Regions from separate parts of the Rattus norvegicus genome. Here region 2 is linked to region 1. Evidence: chromatin contacts called from public Hi-C data. All regions are on one chromosome and are shown on one strand. Each heading gives the region's core, a stretch centred on a gene start, on an enhancer-like site or on the middle of the called end of the contact. The rest is flanking DNA. Distances are from core to core; before and after follow the strand shown. Region 1 overlaps Eif2d (eukaryotic translation initiation factor 2D). Region 2 has its middle 22 kb from the start of Fam72a.

Region 1 (4,766 bases), core at 1,826-4,325:
CGGGACATGACTCATCAAGGGGCAGCAGTCTCCATTCATGTGTGCCCAGCCGCGCCAGTTTGTAGCAGTGAGCAGATGAAGCCTGTGTCTGCTTCAGATCTTTGGCCCCTTCACAGTCACTGCTCTCCATCCTACAGATCCTTAGCTTTCGTTCCCCCTGATCTTCCCTTTGTAGAAATCACGTGGTGAGCTCCAGCAGTGCTGTCACAGGGATGTCCTTGGTTAGACCTATGCTGCAGGACTGTTGCCTGTACTGCAGATGGGGAAACCGAGTCCAGAGAAACTAAGTACCTTGTCTGGAGCTCACCTAACTCTTAAGTACTGTAGCAGGGCTCTGAATCTTTATTCTTTAGAACCAAAGTTCCTATGATTCCTCTCAGTCTTCTTTGCCCTTCATTTAAGTCCTGCCCAGTTCTGCCTCAGCCAGCTTTCTAAAGTAGTAATCTCGACACTCTCCTTATAAGGCCTTTTGTCTTACCCGTGCCTTCAAGAATAAGTCCCTGTCTTTGAGGAACAAGCCTCTCCCAGCCTGCCCTGTTTTCCCTGCAGGCTCTCTCCCCCACTCCTTACACACCCTAACTCTACCCCAGCCACTTTCCTACTGTTCACAAATACCCTGGGCACTTGACATCTCCCTTCTTTTACCTGCCGTCCCCTTGTGTTGTGTGCCTCATAGCCCTGGTCTTGTCTGTCCTCGCAGGCTCACCGGCTTAGCTCGGGGTAGCCCATTCCCTTTGAATGTAGTAAACCTTACCAGCATCAGTGCTTCCCCATTGCGGTGATGTTTCTGATCAGACACTGATTTTTTTCATGTCATGTCTGAACCCTCTGCAAAATAGAACTCGAGATAGACCTTGTGTTTTTCAAGCCTGTCCCACAGTCAGGACGGGCACATAGCACATGCCTAATAAGCAGAGATATCTCATGCTATGACGGCCCACAGCAGTTAGCGCCCAACCCTGAGCTCCTTCATGTGGGGGCTTGGGACTAAGAAGAGACAGAAGACAGTGGATGAACATGCACCTGAACAGACACATGGCCTTCCTCTCAGCACATCTAGAGCAGTGGCTCTAGCTTGTGGGTTGTGACCCCTTTGGGGTTGAATGGCCCATTCACAGGCATTGCCCAAGACTATCAGGGAAAACAGATATTTACACTATGATTCATAACAGTAGCAAAGTTACAGTTACAAAGTAGCAATAAAAATAATTTATGGTTGGGGGTCACTACAACAGGAGGACTGTATTAAAGGGTCAAAGCAGTGGGAAGGTTGAAAACCACTGATCTAGCTGGTAGCCAGCAGGTATAAATGACCAAAATGCACCCTTCACCTCAGTGTGTGGTAAATGATCCAGTTCAGAAGGTGTCACCAGGTGAGCTTGGACAGGATGTGGAAGGTGGGTCATGTGTTGGAATCACAGGTCCTTGACAGAGGGAGGAGCACACTGGGCTTAGTGGATAGGGAGGGTCAGGAGGTTACAGAGCCCAAGGGACGTGGGAAACAGGGATGGGCAGTAGGGACTTGAGACCAGGCCCCGCTGAAGATTTTCTCTTTGGATTGTAGAAGAGTATCGGCTCCCTGGAAAATACATCCAAGGCCTAGAAAAGGCCCCCAAACCTGGCAAGAAGTGACAGACTCATTTTATGCAGTGGATCCCATGGGAACCCAGGTTCTGAGCTGGTAACTGATATGAGCATTTTCAACTTTTGCAAATAAAAACTGTAATTCTTTACTGAAAGTTTTTCTTTCAAATCTAAATCTGAATCACTCTTACGTGTTACTTAGTGAAAATGTTCATGTGGTTTCTGTGATTGAGTTCATGCTCCACACTAGAGCCAGGGAAGTCCATCCAGAGCACAGCAGGCAGAGCGTTCCTGCTGCTAAAGCCCCTCTACCAGATAGACCCAGCTTCCTACTTACTGCTCCTACAACCTCATTAACCTCCTAGGCCCTGCCCTGTTGTCCCTTCCTGCCTCTGTTGGGTCTGTCCATAGAAAACAGCCCGGCTGTTTCTCTGTTAACAGCCACAGCAAACAAAACGAGTTAACTCTGAGCTGCAGCAGACTTTAAGCCAGTGGACATAAGAACAGTACAAACACAGAACACGGGTTTCTATGTGACCTTTATTCTTCCCCAGCTCCATACAGCACGCTGCCACCAATGAGTAAGTTTGCAGTGTGACTCCAAGATGGTAGCTTTGCTGTCATGAAGTCTTAGAGGAACAATGCCTTCCTTAGCCCCAGCTTCTTAAGCTTGGGTTCATGGACAGGCTCTTCAGTCTGCAGAGGACTCAGGAATTCCCTAAAACCACTGCATAACAGAGGACCTGTGTGTTCATCCGATCGCACATGAGTCAGTGTTTAAAGCCAGCCCTCATCCCGCGTTGGTCTGTGCAGGTCATTTCTCCATCTAGGGCTCTCAGTGGAGACGGTAATAAGAGCTGTGTAGTTATACACGCCTTCTGTGTATAACTTGGATTTTACCGTTAAGAATGAATTACTTTTTATCTTTCTCATCTTTTTACACACTGAGGTAAAAGAAGCTTGCTCATCTTCTGTCCAACAAGTAACCCATTTAGACCTGGGAAGGAAGGAAAAGGAAGGGAGGGAGGGAGTGAGGAAGGAAGGAAGGTAGGGAGGGAGGAAGGAAGGGAGGGAGGGAGGGAGGAAGGAAGGAAGGAAGTGTTCTTGTTGTGAAACCAAGAACAGTCCTTTTCCCTGGGAAGTAAATCTCTTACTCTCACTGATTCTGTCTGCATGGACTGCACATATGGGACCTGGAAGTACCTTCCAGAAGGTCACTCTAGCAGGACCCTGTCACAGCCAGGCCTTTGCACAGGGCTGTGCTCGAGGAGTGGCGTGTGGACGGTACTGACAGTTGTCCCTTGTCAAGCACTGAGCTGCCATCTCATACCCTCCTCTGCTTTGCTGCCGTTGGAGGGGCTGAGCTGTGCAAGTTCAAATCCCTGCTGGACGCAAAGCCCGTGAAGGGCTTCTGCTCTTCACTGTGGCACTCTGCTGTGCCAGGCCAGGCCTGTGCCGGGCTGTTTCTTCCAGGAATAGCGACACATTAGCACTGAATCACCTTCCTCTCCCCTCTGTGGGTGGCGTGGAGATATGTAAGAGGGTGGGGCTGAGTCAGACTAGAATGGATTCTCTATGTAGTTATTAGCCGTTTTTGTTTTCCTTTTTGAGAAACCTCTTGTTAGTTCCTTAGCCCAGTTTTTAAAATGGATTGTTTGCTTTCGTGACTTTCTGGGTTTTGAGTTCTGTATTCTGGACCTTATCCTCTGTCCGATGAGTAGCTGGCAAAGATTCTGTCGGCTTCCTCCTCACTTGGTTTGTTTCCGTAGCTGGTGGAGGCTGTATGGCAAGGGTGACCAGGCTAGATCTGGGGCTGGATATGATTCACATAGTGGGGACCAGGCAAACCCACCTGGTTGGATCTAAAACAAGATGTGCAGGACCAGGCTAGGCAGAGGTTGGATGTTGGCTGAAAGTTTTGGGTCTAAGCTTGATGTAATGGCAGATACCTTTAATCCCAGCACACAGGAGGCAGAGGTGGGCAAATCTCTGGTTTGAGGGCAGCTTGTTTTATATAGTGAGTTCAGGACAGCTAGGGCTACACACACACACACACACACACACACACACACACACACACACAAATTGTGTGTATACATGTGATACACATTTGCCAAAGCATACATGAAGAGGCCAGCAGAAGACTTGTGGGAGTTGGTCTCTCCTTTCACTATGTGGGATCCAGCAGATCAGACCCAGATTGGCAGGCTTGTGAGTAAGCACCTCTTTACCCACTGAGCTACCTCATCTGCCCTGTGATTGGCTAATTTTAAGGATGCCTGTTGGAGAGGGGCAGAACTGGATAAGCTTTGAAGAGCCCCTGCAGCCTGAAGCCACGTGCATTGCGAGATACACAAGCAACACTGAAAGGTAGGTGGTGGTTTCCCTAGTTAAAACTTTATGTGGCTATTTCTTAAATTTAAAGAGATTTCTTTGCTGGAAATCAGAGGGGCCAAAATGCAGGCTGCTTTGGGACCAGTTCAGCCCTCTCTGCAGCTGAAATCATCAATGACACATTCACATCATTGTCGTCATCATCGTCATCTTCATCGCAGTCAATACTTTCAGAGGAGAAGTGCTATTATCTTTGTGTCCAGAAAGCCCTGCTCTTCCTAACACCAGCATGTGCTTTGCTGTACGTCTCCTCTCCTCTCCAGGCTGGAGCGCAGAGACGAGCCAGCCACTGTTTTCTCAAAAGCATGTGAATGGTAGCCTTCCTTCCCAAGCTTACTCAGTCTTCCTCTCTCCGGCCCACTCTCCATAAGATGGTGACATTCAATGAGGACATTCAATGAGGACATTTCCATGGTGAATTGTTTTTACAGTAAGCTTTTATTACTCATTTAAAAAAAAAAACCATGTATAAGAAAAACATTTAGAAAGAAAATATTCTCAAAACAACCAACCACAGAGCCATACAACCATAGAAGGCACTACCAGCAGTTAGACCCCTCTGAGACTTAAGGAACTCCACGTTTCCAGCGGCTCAACCTCAGTAGAGGTCCTGGGTCTAACTGTGCTTTAAAGTCTGAATCTGATCATCCCTTTCTGAATAAACACCTTTTCTTTATATATAGCTATATGCCTCTATGTGTATATACATATATATGTATATACATTTTATATATACATGAATTTTTTTTCTTGTCAAAAATAAAATAGCCATCCATGGAGGGAGGTCT
Region 2 (4,812 bases), core at 829-3,328, 350 kb after region 1:
ATATTTCCACTCCTACCCAGTCTGGGACTGTGAATCAAGTGTAATTGATGATCAAATTATACTGATACATTTTTCCTTTTGGCGGTTTGTGAGTTCGGTGCCAATTGTCCCTGAGACTTCTTAAAAGTCTCTGCTGCAGAGTTGAAGCTGGATTCTTGGTCTGATACTAGAACTCTGTGATCCCAGGTGATGGCTGGTTTGGAATCTCCAGCAATGACTTGGGTCATGTGCTTTCTCAGGAGCACACTTACTAGTCTATCAAGTGTCCACACTCATGATGAAACATTACTCAGACTCTGCATCCCTTTTCCCCCACTCTGATCGAAAGAACCTGAGCTTCTGACTTGTCCGTTGATAAACCACCATTCTGCTGAATCATCCTCGGTGGGGTGGAGCCAGACCTTCACCTGAGGAGTATGCTGGAGCCCATGTGCCCAGCCAGAGGTCAATGCTGTTCTACTGCTCACTGATCTGTATGCCAGCCAGCTAGCAGGTAATCCCCCTACCCAGCAAATATTTCTATCTGCAAATATTTAGGAGGGCTAAAGACTTATATACCATTCCCCCCAGAAGATGCCAACACTCTGGATGTAATCACCACCACTGGCAGATTTTGCCAATCATTAACTTTGTTGGCAGAATGTAATAGGACACTGATGGACTGGAAGCTGAGCTGAAAGGGGGACTAAGCCCTAATCGCTGTGTGGCCTTGAACGTTGTTTCAAAACAAAAGGGTTAAGCAATACGCTTCGCTTCCTGAGATGCCGTCCAACTCTAACATTCCACAGATTCATTTCATTATATATATATATATATATACACACATATATATATATATATATTTTTTTTTTGCAGAGAACTTCTTATTCATCGGCCAGAACCAATGACATTCATTTGCAAGGGCTGCTGTGACAAAGCACTCCAAGCTAGGGGACTTAAACAGCAGAGATATATTGTCTCCTGGTTCTAGGGGCTGGAAGCACAAGATCGGGGTGTTGGCAAGCTGGATCTTTCTGAGAGCTTTGCCGGAAGAGTCTGTTCCTGGCTTCTCTCCTTGGCTTGCAGATGGCTGTTTTCACATGGTGTCCTTCCTTTGTGCATGTCTGTCTCCAATTTCCTTTTTTTATAAGGACACCAGCATTTATCTCCAAAGAAGTCCTTGTTCTGAAATACTGAGAGTTCAGACTTTAACAGATGTATATTAGTGGGGACAAAATTAAACCCAGAAGCTAGACACGGCGATGCACTCCAGCAACGTCAGCACTAAAGGTGAAGGCAGAAGGATCAAGACTCCAAAGTAATCCTTGGCTACATAGTGAGTTTGAGGCTAACCTTAGCTACATGAGGCCTTGTCTTTAAACAACAACAAAATTCAACCCATAGAAAAGCTTACATATTGAATATAAACAGAGAATAAAGAGTGACGGCTTGAAGAACTATGATACCGATGACAGAGGCATGGTAGACTAGAAAGTAGGTATAGACTGCTGCATTTATGTCGTGGACACTAAAGTCCTAAGCCTACACTGATAGTGATTTAGATCTCCGCATTTGGATCTGTGTGAGTCAGCTGTTCAGAATCCCTCAGGACCTAAGATTCTCAGCATTGCCACACATCTCTATGTCCTTTCATCTGTTTTATACCTGTGAAACCTCCTGAACAATAGTCACATGACTATCTGACCAATTATTGTTCAAAGGAGCCTCTGAAGTACTATACAGGCCATTATTCAATTAAATGACCTTGTGGAACTTTGACTGGGTTTGAACATCAGAGGATAGAATTATGAATGGAATATGCTTTTTCTGTGCTGGCATAGGGCTTCTAATTATATAATGTTATTTCTATCGTTAAAAAAGAAAAAAGAGTACATTAGATTTTGCCGACTCACAAGCACGCCTTTAGCTTCTGTGAAAATGCAATCAATGTGAACAAGAACATACTGGAATCCAGTATTAACGATGAGAAATCTGACAGAGGTTTAGAGTTCCCAGCAAAAGTACACGTCTCTCATCACAGGTCTCTTAGAGCCTCTTCTAGCCTGGAGATCCACTAGGTGGAGCAAAGGAACAGGAATTGCTGACCAAGAGCACCCACGAGCAAACCAACTAGCACAACTATTCCTTTCCTCTAGGTCTAGACCAGCATGAGCAGGAAACAGAGCTTCTGAACTGCTTGAGATCAAATGTTTCCTGGATACTAAAATAGACAGCAGCCCAAGGAATAGAGAAGCACAAATTTGCTGAGCAGGCCACAGCATTGAATATACAAAGGGCACACCCATCTGGGGCAAGCCCCCCTCAGCCCCGCCCCCCCGCCCCCCTCAGCCCCGCCCCCCCGCGCCCCCAGCCCCGCACTCCCCCCTCCCCCCAGGCTTGGCTCTTATTACAGACTTCCGTTCTGTTTTCCATTGGTGACAGAATTTAGGGGCAGAGCTCTTACCAAGCTCCTATAGCCAAGAGAGCCTATGCTTAGATCATCCACCCCCTTTTCTCTGCCTGCTCTAGCCTTTCCTGAGCACTAGTAGCAGCCTGGTTTCCATTTAAATATGTTTTCTTTGATTCCAGGCCCTTGGATTCTAACGCTTCCTTCCTTGGGTTGCAACTTGCGTTCTTTTCTGTGCTTCGGGGTTGGTTCGCTGAACAGAGGCCAGGAACTTGGTTGTTTCTACGCGAAGACTGTTAGTGTGCCAAGGGAGACTACCCGTGGTTACCCGCTCCTGTCAGCGACCTCTGGTGGCCCCTACATTCAAACTGCAATCAGCGACCAACATTCCACAACACAGGAGTCAAACACTTACAGAGGGAAATTTGGTGAAAGGGGAAGTTGTCAAGGGAAAAAACGTCTTTGTCGTTCTGTCTCTGGTGTGGAAATATCCATTCAAATATTAATTACCTTCCTCTTTAACCTAAGCAGGTTAGGTAAGTCTTTAATAATTTCTCACTCTCAAGTGTTTCTTGCAGAATGATCATGCATCTTTGGATAAAATCTGAACTCACTGAAGGGGGGTATTGTCTGTGGCTTTGAAAGCAGAAAGAATAAGAAAGGAGAAAATTTCCCAAAACGGTCATGAAATTTTTCATCACTCAGTGTGGTGGGGCATGCTTTAATCCCAGCACTCAGATCTCTGTGAGTTTTAGGCTAGCCTGGTCTACATAACGAGATCTAGGTCAACTAGGGGTACATAGTGGGACCGTGTCTCAAGAAATGGAGGAGGAGATGGTTCTCATCTAGGGTGGAATAATGACCCGTGGGACTTCTTCCTGGCTCTGGTGTCATGGAAACCTTAGGACCAGATATTAAAATTTGAACTCACTTTGTAGTTCAGACTCCATCTTAGAGACCCTGACCTAAGGTTGAACTCAAGCAAACTAACAGGCCTGTACCTAGCACTAGTTTCCAGGTTACCCCCCAGCAAGACCTGTGTCTAAGCACCAATTTCTAGGTTATTCCACAACAAATCTGCACCTCCAGGTTACGAGCCCGCCCCTGACACTTCACTTCCTAACAACCACCAATCAGGAAGAAAGCAGACGTTTATGGTTTGGCTCCCAGCACCAGCAAATTATGTTAAAGGCCAAAATGGCCCCCCAATCAGATGTGTATCAGGCTAGATACCCTCTTCTTGCCTCTATAAATGCTTGCCTAAAACTAGGCTCAGAGCTCACCTTTCTGCCGTGTCAGGGTTGCCGGGGAGCCCAAGCTCGAGCTTGAATAAAAAGACCCTAAAGCAACTGCATTGAATTTGGCTCCTTGGTGGTCTTCTGGGAGTCATGAACAATTCCTGGTACGATAGTAGCTAAGGCCGGCCTCGAACACTTGATTCTCTTGACTCAGTTGCCCTTATAAATAATACAGCAATGGATATTTTTCTACTTGTCTTTAAACATGCTTGGAATATTAGTGGGATAAATTCCCAGAAATAGAATTACTGAAATAATTTTTTTGTTTGTGTTTGTTTTCTGTCAAGACAGGATTTCTCTGTGTTGTCCTGGCTTTCTTGGAACTGGCTGTATAGACCAGGATGGCCTTGAACTCAGAGACCCACTAGCTCCGTCTCCCAAGTGTTCAGATTACAGATGTGCACCACATCCCCTCCCTGTCCCCCTCATTACCTACTGCACTACTGCCAGGAGAGAGCTGGCTCTGTTCCTTTCAGCCTGTGGCATGGGGTGAGCCAGCTGGAGAACTTGCCCTGGTGGTGAACGGGCTGAACAATGCAACCACCAAACCAGGCACAGATCCAGGGCTGCGATTTGGCCCACCCCAACATATATGACACCTATGTTCTGCTGGAGCACATGAAAGGGCTAGTCCTGCAGATCCAAAGCTACAGGATCTCCATGAGACAGGGAAACAACAGAATATCTGAGAGGAATCTCTGAGGATGCAGTATAGATAGCGTAGCACAATCCAGAGGACTCAAAACAGACCAATGACTCATTTCAACAAACACTTACAAGTAAAGATGTGTAACAAAGGAGTAAATTGTGTGACACACTACAGCTTCCTCGATAAGATTTTATTATTATCTTTAATTCCATCTTCTTTTCTTTTTAGGGGGGAGGTTGCTAGGGTGGAGATCAGAGATGAACAGGGAGGTGAATGGGATCGTGGTACATGATGGGAAATTCACAAAGAATCAACAAAAAGGTTTTTTTTTAAAGTATGTGCCACCATCATCCAGCTCAAAAACCTTTTGTACTATGAAATTTGATAGATGTTATCGAATCGTCCCTCCTACAGCAAAGTGAACTCCCACCACCTTTATGTAAAAATACCAACAGAGGGTTTACTTACTTTTAAAATTG

The links. A called contact is a pair of places that touch in the nucleus more often than the background predicts.
Region 2: a contact with region 1 is called in a Hi-C map of the A7r5 cell line, with 5 times the contacts expected there. The contact joins two enhancer-like sites. A contact is called at or near these places in 7 of 12 Hi-C or Micro-C datasets (the A7r5 cell line, the Rat2 cell line, Schwann cells and 4 more).

What each region holds. Positions count from the first base shown.
Region 1 is chr13:45,185,371-45,190,136 of GRCr8, forward strand. It overlaps Eif2d (eukaryotic translation initiation factor 2D), which reads left to right. Exons shown (of 15, transcript NM_001017489.1): 15 at 1,565-1,734. The coding sequence ends at 1,632. It overlaps Rassf5 (Ras association domain family member 5), which reads right to left. Exons shown (of 6, transcript NM_019365.4): 6 at 4,435-4,766. Among named protein-coding and RNA genes, the nearest start is that of Eif2d, 20 kb to the left of the region's middle. Within about 2 kb of position 3,076, at least 13 of the 93 cell types and tissues checked have an H3K27ac peak or open chromatin away from gene starts, as enhancers often do. A contact at or near this core is called in the A7r5 cell line and Schwann cells, where this site is marked.
Region 2 is chr13:45,539,258-45,544,069 of GRCr8, forward strand. No RefSeq gene overlaps it. Among named protein-coding and RNA genes, the nearest start is that of Fam72a, 22 kb to the left of the region's middle. Within about 2 kb of position 2,079, at least 39 of the 93 cell types and tissues checked have an H3K27ac peak or open chromatin away from gene starts, as enhancers often do. A contact at or near this core is called in the A7r5 cell line and Schwann cells, where this site is marked.